Regions from separate parts of the Bombyx mori genome. Here region 2 is linked to region 1. Evidence: chromatin contacts called from public Hi-C data. All regions are on one chromosome and are shown on one strand. Each heading gives the region's core, a stretch centred on a gene start, on an enhancer-like site or on the middle of the called end of the contact. The rest is flanking DNA. Distances are from core to core; before and after follow the strand shown.

Region 1 (5,515 bases), core at 1,567-4,066:
GAGGCAGAGTCCAAAAGAGAAAACAAGGTAGTAAGCGCTCTCTCCTCTCTACGCTGACGGATCGGTAACCATTTCAGACGAGTTCGATGCGCGGACACATGGTCATATTTTCTAAGATTGAAAACGAATCGAATGCAATTATTGAGAAGGCGGTCTAGTTTGTTGAGGAGATCTGCATTCAGGTCATAGTAGTCACATCACCGTAGTCTACCATAGGGAAAATTAAAGTCTGCACAAGCATGGCCTTTACATTTGATGGTAGCATATTTTTTAGCCGATAGAGTGATCGCAAGGTCCTGATGACTTTTTGACTAATGGATGTTATTTGCGCTCTCCAACCAAGTGTAGTGTCAATGTGTAATCCAAGATTTTTCACGTTTCGGCTAAAGGGGATGATTATGTCATTGAAAACAACAGGCGGCAGCTTAAAATTACTGATCTTACTCATATTTCGATGGCTACCAACAATTAACGCCTGGCATTTGGTAGGATTCACCGCCAGACCAAACCTATCGGACCAATTTTTGATTGATTTTAAATCATTGTTTAATTTTTTAATTAATTAATTTAATTAATATTATAAATTTATATGTAGAATTAAAATTGAAATTAGTCGGAATAAGATCTCTCGAAATCGGAGCTGTGCGGTTCTATTCGACTTTATGCAAATATCGTTCGTTCATATTATTATTGTGTATTTTTTTTCTCTTATTCTTGGCGTTTTAACCTTCTTGACTGTGTAACTTTGGGATGAATTGCTTAAACAATCTTAGCCTAAAAACGGCGACTTAGAACTAATTGTGTTGAAAATTTTATTAAGGTTAAGAAGGCTGTGCTGTCAAGATATTTTATGTTGTTGAAATTTGGGATATTGATTACATGTGATTTTAATGATGAAACAGCTGTACAAAAATATTGTTTTTCATACAGTATCAGTAAGTCACACTTTGAGAAGTAACGAGTCAGAAGTATTCAGATGCAATACTTTACTGTCGATAGCAAAGTTTTTATTTTTATTTTAAGTTTCGTCTGACGGCTATACGATTTAATTTCTTTTATACTACAGAAAATTTCAGAAGACCTTTTTAATGAAGTTCACAGTGAGACAATATTTACTTTTAAACCAATAAGGCATACTGCAAATCTACCCTCTTTGTTTATCTTTTCAACTATTGGGCTAAATAAATAGAAATAATCATCGCATTTGAATTTGATTAAGATTTTAGATTAGGCGTTTTTTTATTATTTGTATACACTTCACAATAAGATTGAATTTTCATTGTGTAAGTTCATTGCGACTACAAAAGCCTCCACTGTGTTTGCGTTGAGCACATGATTCATTGATTTTGCCTGTAACATATTTCTTAGACCATCAATTCAAACTTTTAGTAAAAAAGTAGCCCTTGGTAGCAAACTGACAGGCCAGTTTAAAAAAAAAACCGTAAATTCAAACTTCGACATAACTTTTACACGAAATGTGAATAAAATATCTGAGCGCGATTTGCGTGTAACTAACTGCATGTGTGCAGCAGCGTTTTCATGTTTGATGTTGAAATTTTGCATATTAAGCGTGAAGTAGTGAGGCCTTTTTATATTATGAATCGAATATGGCAAACCTTTTTTCGCAAAATTTCTAAAACGGACTTTTTCATGGAAGACTGCTATAAAATTTAACATCACGGTTTTGATACGGATTTCTATACGAGGGTCATGACTCGATGACAATTAAAGACTCGCATTCATTAGAAATTCATTCAGTTTGTATTCAATACAAATATCACAAGAAAACAGACTATTGTTTTTTTTTTTTTTTTTTTATTGCCTTTGTAGGCAGACGGGCATACGGCCCACCTGATGGTGAGTGGTTACCGTCGCCCATGGACTTCAGCAATGCCAGGGGCAGAGCCAAGCCGCTGCCTACCGCTTAATACTCTCCATAAACCTCGTTTGAAGAAGGACATGTCATAGCGCTCGGGAAACACCGTGGAGGGGAGCTCATTCCATAGCCGGATGGTACGTGGCAAAAAAGATCTCTGGAAACGCACTGTGGATGACCGCAGTGGCTCCAGGTAGTATGGATGAACTCTACTCCGGTGGCGGGCGGTGCGATGGTAAAAACGAGATGCTGGTATCATCTCGAACAATTCCTCAGAGCACTCCCCATGGAACATACGGTACAAAATACAGAGGGAACCGAAGTCCCTCCGCAGACCCAGAGGCTCCAATTGTATGGTATGTTGCTTGCGTGTATTGTTAAGTGCTTATTTCATTAATCATGTCGATTATCACTGGTGGTAGGACATCTTGTGAGTCCGCACGGGTAGGTATCACCATCCCGCCTATTTCAGCCGTGAAGCAGTAATGCGTTTCGGTTTGAAGGGTGGGGCAGCCGTTGTAACTATACCTTACCTTAGAACTTATCTCAAGGTGGGTGGCGCATTTACGTTGTAGATGTCTATGGGCTCCAGTAACCACTTAACGCCAGGTGGGCCATGAGCTCGTCCACCCATCTAAGAAAAAAAAACAGTAGTACGTTGAAGAGCCGGACACTGAAGTTTCAACGGTATCTGATAAATGAACTTGTGGAACATTATCAAACAATTTCGAGAGCATTGACTTGTATTGACTTGACTGATTGAATTGACAAACAAAGCAACAATAACCTTAACGAGATTTAATTAGGATTCAGATTTGATTACTTTTATGTTCATTTAAATAATACTTTCCAAAACAAAATATTTTTATCTAAGGTGACCCCAGAGATTTGTATCACTCTTGTACCCTATGGGCTGAATACACATACAACTGTTTACTAGTTCTTATCTTTACTACTACATTTATTACATTATTTATGTATAATTGAATGAATGTGCTAGATCCAACTTCAATTCAACTATATATTTATTGAATGTAACTATGTAGGGGTGTCGCGTATTTGTAAAAAGCATGTAAGTGCGTCGCTGAGTTAAAAGTATTTTTTTTATTGTCCTTGTAGGCAGACGAGCATACGGCCCACCTGATGGTGAGTGGTTACCGTCGCCCATGGACTTCAGCAATGCCAGGGGCAGAGCCAGCCGCTGCCTACCTATGTATTAAGATCGCTGGACTAGAAGTTCTCTGTAATATTTGAAACGCAAACTTAAAAAACAACTGACAGTACATTTTTTGAGGTAATGTTGATGATTCTCTTTGGAAAAAACACACACTACTTATGTACTATCTTCGTTTTAATTTTTATCGATTCAACTAAGCTAGATAGATAATTGTGATTTGATAATTTTAATACTTACGATAATTTTATTAAAACATTTTTAAACAATCTCATAGAACAATAATTTCACAAATCTAAGCTTTTTTATTCGAAAAACAACATTAGTACCTACATAGATAGTACTTCTCACGGCCAGTCTAGTGTTAAATAGAGCGCGTGTTCACATAACATTGAAAGCATGACGTGGAGATCTCAAATAGTAAGTCTCCAAGAGCGGTCTCACCCTTCAAATTACTACTCCGGCGACAGATATAGATAGGAAGTGGAACCCATATATGAGACAGTCAACTCAAAAGCGTCCTAAGCTTATCATAGTTAGTATATAATACGTCCTAGTGGCCGGTGCCCCAAACGTTGGTCCGACCAGATCTCCGAGCAAACCAGCGGACCACTTAGCGCTGCACTAAACCAGGCTACTGACCGGAACCGATGGAGGCTGGCAGTCGACAAGCTGAAACGGAGGCACGATCCTCAATGAGGGAGCGATGGAGAAGAAAAATGGAGATAATGAGGTCGGAATTTACTTTTACACTGCTTCGTAGGCAAAAACAATACGCGTAAAAATAATGTTTACAAAGCCATATGTGTTCTCTATGGGTGAGACTAGGGACAGGCCGGTTTTGCATAAACTTTTATCATGTTTTAAATACATTGCAATATATAAGCGCGAATGTAAAGAATTGTGGGTTAGGCCACTTTTAGGTGCTGACGGTCTCATATATGAAGAACGGTGTTCATTAATATGGCGCATTAATATTGTTAATAGCATTAATATGGCGTTGCGACTGCGCCAATTGGTCACCACAAAGTACAGGTTGCAATATACTGTAGGCAGCGGCTTGGCTCTGCCTCTGGCATTGCTGAAGTCCATAGACGACGGTAACCACTCATCATCAAGCGGGCCATATGCTCGTCTGCCTCCACGGGCAATAGAAAATAATAATAATAATAATAATACTCTGGAGTCCAAACCACTGGTGGCTTGTGTCGTAAGCACCGCTATCAGCCGCAATCTATTTTTATATAGTGTATTTTTTAAAATTTGTAATTTTAATATCTTGTTTAAAAAATATTGTGTAATTAATAAGATTTTAAATAAATCTAAATAAATAATAAAAATATATTAACTGCGTAGTTATAATTAAAACAGGGATGACTTATTGCTTCAAACGGGCGACCCGTGGTTCATCAGCTTATCGCTACGAGACAAAATAGAGATAATTGCGTTACCCTTATTGTTTCCTTTAATAATATTTTAATTATATACCATATTTATAATAATATGGGATTGAAATTTCCAAAACTGAAGCTAAAACAAAAATATTTAAGAAAATTTTATTTTAAAGTTGTCTTAATGCGCAGGTTTTTTTTTTATTTATTTCACTTCTGACTTTATTACTGCGAACATAAATTACAACAAGTTCTGATGTTGTAGATCATTATGGAATACCGAAAACATTTCGCTTTAAGTGCAACGAAATATGCAAATTATTTTTTTTTTTTCTCATGACCGATGAACTCCCGTCCCAATTAGTTTTAAATGGCATCACATCATAAACCATGCCGTCCATCTTGAGACTTGAAAAAATAAATTTTCAATTTTATTATCTCACTTTCAGATTGTTTAATTATTTTTAGTTTAAACTTCAAATTAATAACATCGAGGGAGCATTATTTATCTTATACTAGCTGACCCGGCAAACTTCGTAGTGCCTCAATCGATAAATAAAGACCTAAACTTTTGTATAAAATAAACTTTTTCGTATTTATCTACCTTTTAAACCTTCTCTGGACTTCCACAGATAATTCCAGACCAAAATTGTCCAAATCGGTCCAGCCGTTCTCGAGTTTTAGCGAGACTAACGAACAGCAATCCGCCTTTATATATATAGATACATTATTTTAACGTTTATACAATAACTAGTGGTCGCCCAGTAGTCGAAATTCGACCACAATTGAAATTATAACTTTGAACGTTATGGTTCTATTGTCAAAGACTATTATACTTCTATAAACACAGATTTCGCCAAGGCTACACTATAAACAAATAATATTAAAGACAAACAATATTAATCTATTCTCAATTTGACCACATAATTTAAACAATAACAAAAGTTTGACAATAAAAAAAACTAATTATGTGGTGTCGTGGGACACCAGGTAGGAACGAAGTTCCTTCGGCTAATGCAGAATCGACACAATTTGCAAAAAAAAAATCGTGCTCAATTTTATGTTGGTTTTCTT
Region 2 (5,515 bases), core at 1,656-4,155, 58 kb after region 1:
GATTGTAGCAAACGAAAGAATACATTGAAGCGACATAAAACTCGTTGAGAATATGAGTACAAGTGTAAGAACGCCGGCTGGCTATCTTCCAACGACCGTCATTATTGTCACGCAACACGCAGCCATCATTTAATGTCAAATTTACCGTGACACACAAAATGCCTACCGATTACCTCAATATACCATTCGGTAGAAGTCCAACGTGAGAGGTTGTAAATAGCAATAAAATTCGGAAAGATTTCTCTTTGTTCCCCCCCTCAAGCGACTTAAGAATTCATTTGATTTTTAAAAACATAGATTCGTCGGGACCAAAATAAATTAAGAGTAGATATATTTATGTTTTTAAAGCCGTTGGGTACGCAGCACGTCACATGTGTCGATAAGGCGAGTGACGTCAACCTGGGTTGGATGCATCTTATAAGACGCCGGATTCCCGTCTCGTGGCGATTACTCGTGCCGATCCGAAGTACACAATGCAGGGTCCCAAGGTGTACGATATTGCATAAGCTCAATCGAAATTAAACTCAAAACAAATACCGGTCTTTGTGAGTTATCAGATGGGGCGAAATATTTAAGTCACAGAGGTTCGGCGTGGTCTCATTAAAAACGTTTCCGAGAGTCGCGGTCCCCCCGGCTTACGGCTTACAGCTATCAACGGTACGATACCATAATCGATTTTATTGCTGATCCCTATAAAATCGGTCGCCGGTTTGTTTTAGTTTTATCGCAACCCTAGTTAATCTTGCGAATCAATTCTGACCCCCGAAACGGCCTGTCGTATCAATATTTTTAAATGTATTACGGCTCTAGATTTCATAAAAATTAAACTGTCAACCGAACCAATTTCTTCTCTACAAGTTAATTTGGCTGTAACAGATTTATGTGTACGTCGAACAAAAGACTATTCTCTTATAAATATAACTAGACGATGACCGTTTTTTTTTTTTTTTTGATAAATTGCGTTTTTCCGATGTCTTAACAACACCATCTGCTGAAATACCTTTAGTGTTATTGTGTCTTTAAAAATAGTATTATTATTCGCTGGAAGAGGATTATTGAAAACACGAGTAAAATAACATTTTCTGAAAATAAATCGTAGGCTAGATCGATTTATCGCCCCCGAAATCCCCTGTATACTAAATTTTATGAAAATCGTTGGAGCCGTTTTCGAGATTCAGATTATATTAATATACAAGAATTGCTCGTTTAAAGGTATAAGATATTAAATTTAACAAGTCTCAGTCATTACTTATCTAGTTACTTAAATGGAATAATAACAAATTTATATTGGAGTATATTTTATTTATTACTTATATTGATGAATCAACTCTAGGCCCGCCTTGTACGTGTATTCAATGGCTAACCATCCATAGTCATTAGAACGTGAATACCGCCACCCACTTTAAGAGTTTATGGTTTTTTTGTCTACCTATGCGCCCGTAGCCTCGAGGGGCTGGTTTTCTGATTTCATCTACACTAGTGCACAAGCTCATGAAGCAAAATTTAGAAGACTTTGCTAACATCTGCCCTAGTAAGACTAGCACTACTACAGTTTTTTACTGGTGGCAGGACCTCTTGTGAGTCCGCGCGGGTAGGTACCACCGCCCTGCCTATTTCTGCCGTGAAGCAGTAATGCATTTCGGTTAGAAGGGTGGGGCAGCCGTTGTAACTATACTTGAGACCTTCGAACTTATATCTCAAGGTGGGTGGCGCATTTACGTTATGGATGTCTATGGGCTCCAGTAACCACTTAACACCAGGTGGGCTGTGAGCTCGTCCACCCATCTAAGCAATAAAAAAAAAACTTTGCTGAACCGCGACGACCTAAGAAGATGCGGTGAGAAACTGAGTGGACTATATCCATGGGTGAAACATGATAAGTCTCAATTGAATCGTATAACGATTGTCGCCAATCAAACCGGTCGTTTTCCGAAACAAGACGTGCGATCTTGTAATTATCCGTCGTATTTGTAATACGACGGATAATTACGCAAACTTATAAAATTGCTTTTTCGATTTTAATTACAAAAAAGTTGTTCCTACGTCGTGTAAGGCCTTCGTGAACACGTGTTAAGTGTGTATTTCCTTGTGAACATTTATATTTGTTTGCGGGATTTGAAAATGCGGCGTTAAGTATTAACTTTGTATTAGATATATAAAAACTTTCAGCAAAATAGTTGTTTTTTGTTTTTCTCCAACGAATAAATATACAAACGAACAAACAGATAGGCAAACAAATTAACTACTGTACAATTTATGAAACTATGTATACCCAGAAAGGTCCATAACATCAAATTCCTTATCTATTAATTCATTCACATCAAAACAGGAAAAAAAGCTACTAAAGTTAATTCGTATACTTTAAATAGGTGTGTTAATAAAAAAGACCTAATTACGTAAGAGTTTACACATTGGTGCCAACATTATTAAATGGTTAAACTGAATTTAAAGTATTATTGAATAAAGTGACGTGTAGTTTGCTAGATGAGTCGTCTATTATCAAAGGTGGCAATCGGTGCATTTGGACAAAAAAATGTTATTGATATGGCGATACAGATTGATTTGAATATAATCGTCTCCTTCAAAGAATACGGTTCAAAACCTACATTAAATAAAGTATTAACTTAACCTGTTATTTATCTAAGATGTCGTTCAGAAGAGTTTTGTGACTGCCAATGGAATACAAAGTCAATAATTCGTTTTTCTGATTCACCAATAATTGTCCAAAAGTCACATTGCCGGCTTTGATAATAGTCGACTCAGATACTAGATAGAAGGCACAGAGGCGTTAATTAAAATACCATGAGGACAATACAGAGATGACACGTTGAGTACGGAGCTGAGTCTGTTTGAGTCGAGTCAAGTTGCAAGCCGAGTTTGGTTAGCGGCAAAGCAGAGTCGCTCGCTTGCTGGCGCTCGCTCCTGTAATTTGATTTGGAGGGGACGGTGAGCGGGGAGGGGTGAGATCGATAGCGCGCGGGGTCCGTGCGGGGCGCGGGGGGCCACAACCACCAGGCGCGTGTTGTTATGGAAACCGAAGCTACCCTCGCGCCTCCAGATTTCGGTCGGTAGTCCCGCTAAATTAAACAAAGAAGATCACTGATATTATTTCCAAGTTACTTGGGATGTTAATGGTTCGAGCAACTTAAATATTAGGTGACGTTTTAATGTTAATGGAGCTTTTGAATATAGAATATTGTTAGTGTTTCGGTCGTAAATATATTTCACGAACGTTCTATTTTATTTAGTGATTGTAACACAAATAGTTTTTGTTTCATTTTCTACTTTGAAAATTTCAAAATGTTTTTAATAACACAACATAACTTTGAATAAATACAAAAATATTTGTTTGTACTTACAGCATTCTATTTATGTTCTGTACTTCGTAAAAAGAACGCAAAATAAATTCGCTTCACACAAGAAAAATAAGCCCGTGAATCGCGAATAAAGAGATGTAAGTAAGCGTGTGTATAACATGTATTTGTTACGCAGTTTGAAACGATATATTGCTACTTTGAAATTTTTTCAATGTTTTTTTAATAACACAACATAACTTTGAATAAACAAAAAAATATTTGTTTGTACTTACAGCATTCTATTTATATTCTGTACTTCGTAAAAAGAACGCAAAATAAATTCGCTTCACACAAAAAAAAAATAAGCCCGTGAATCGAGAATAAAGAGATGTAAGTAAGCGTGTGTATAAAATGTATTTGTTACGCTGTTTGAAACGATATTGGAAGCGATAAACGTTGAAGTCGGCCGGCGAAAAGCCGAACGAAAGCCACAAAATGAATTCCAATTTACACATTTGTGGGGAAAAATCTTAGTAGCGGTCCCGACCGCATCGTCGAGTTTTCATAATACCTGTCCTACGTAATACGAATGACTACACGTGAAAAGAAACTTCAATACTTTAGAATTCATTTCAGAAAATTGTTCATAATGATATTTATTATTCTCAGAGGTTACGTTTGAACGTTATCAGATTTTTATTAGCTTCATACGTAAGTATGTATGTTAGTATGTAACGCAATTTTTAAACATGATTTTGACTCCCTTCAAAACGTTGGATTAACTCAAATTTTTGGTATACTTATTAAGGACCGATGACAACTTAATATGTATTTAAAACAAATTTGAAAAAATTGAAATTCAACTAAAAAATGAAAAATAAATAATAGTTTAAAAAAAACTAACAAAAAACGCTTTTTTTACAGTAAAATCATTTTTTCTTACACTATTTTTAATTCAAATTTATTAAAATTTATTTTCAACTTTTTAGTTGAATTTTCTATAAAAGCGTATTTTGTAATATTTTTTTTAACTATTATTTGTTTTAACAGCAAACATCATCGATAATATTATCTTAGCCGCAATAATTTCAATTACACTGTACTGTTTACGTGTAGAAGCGCTGGCGGCACATAACAATTCTATGGGCTCATTTAAATTGCCTTCAATAGGCCCATTTAAATTGCCTAGACCAGAAGATAAGCAGACACGAAAGGGCGGGCGATGATGTTAATGCAGTGCACTTAACCTGGCCCGCAGCACCTTGCACCCCACCAAACTGGTTCTTACGACGACCTTCGTTCACTCGACGGCTAGTTCTTAGCGTTTATGTCGCCCTGGTACAACCGATTGTTAAACTACACTTTAACTGATCGGAAGAACATATTATAAAACGATTGATAGATAGATAGATGCATCTTTTTTTTCCTAATTTTTAGTCGAACTATGTTTTGTTGTTATTTCACCAAGAAAAAAAAATTGGTGACTCATTTTACCCTAAAATTTTTATTGAACAACAAACCACGTCATATTTTCGCAGAAGTGTTTGCAAAATAGTTTATTAGTTAATCTGTTAGCAATCTGGCTATTAATTAGTTTTTCTTTGGTTATTTTTAATCTTAGTTGTGGTTTATTCTAAAATGGTTTTGTTACGCTGACTAATTTTATTTTAAATGCATCAGGTAAGAGATTATCCGCTTACGGACAGAGGGTTACAACATAGTTGATTTGTAAAGATTGCTGGACAAATAGAATTATTATGTAGATAAACAATGGATTCCAATACACAGAATGACATTATTATCCTATCCATAACATAAAAGCTAGAACTTTCTTATTACGGTATAAAGAAAAGTCTGGAAATAACATGGAGGATGAGATATTTAGTCGTATTTTATCGTCAGAGCTGAGTAAATTCTTCGAAATAAAATGGAACAGAATTGTTTTCGTCGAAGCGCTCGTAATTTTTGTACATAAATGGTATTATTAGAAGCTAAACAAAGTTGAATGATAATTTCGATGCCTCCAATGAACACTACGCTAACTCCAAATTCGTAGATTTACAGGAGGAGCGTTTAAACGAAATAAGTTGATAAAATCTTTATTATTGCGGATATATTTATGGTTATTTTGTGTAACTAGCTGATTCACTCTTGCTTCGAACCCCATCAATAATGATTAATTGTAATACTCTTAACATAGTGAAGCGATTTGCGTGCAA

Evidence for each region. A called contact is a pair of places that touch in the nucleus more often than the background predicts.
Region 2: a contact with region 1 is called in a Hi-C map of midgut, with 1.7 times the contacts expected there. The contact joins two enhancer-like sites. A contact is called at or near these places in 2 of 7 Hi-C or Micro-C datasets (midgut and whole pupa).

What each region holds. Positions count from the first base shown.
Region 1 is chr19:10,779,930-10,785,444 of ASM3026992v2, forward strand. All of the region lies in intron 3 of LOC101738242 (zinc finger protein 608), which reads right to left. Among protein-coding and RNA genes, the nearest start is that of LOC101738242, 70 kb to the right of the region's middle. Within about 2 kb of position 2,817, at least 1 of the 8 cell types and tissues checked has open chromatin away from gene starts, as enhancers often do.
Region 2 is chr19:10,837,761-10,843,275 of ASM3026992v2, forward strand. All of the region lies in intron 1 of LOC101738242 (zinc finger protein 608), which reads right to left. Among protein-coding and RNA genes, the nearest start is that of LOC101738242, 12 kb to the right of the region's middle. Within about 2 kb of position 2,906, at least 5 of the 8 cell types and tissues checked have open chromatin away from gene starts, as enhancers often do.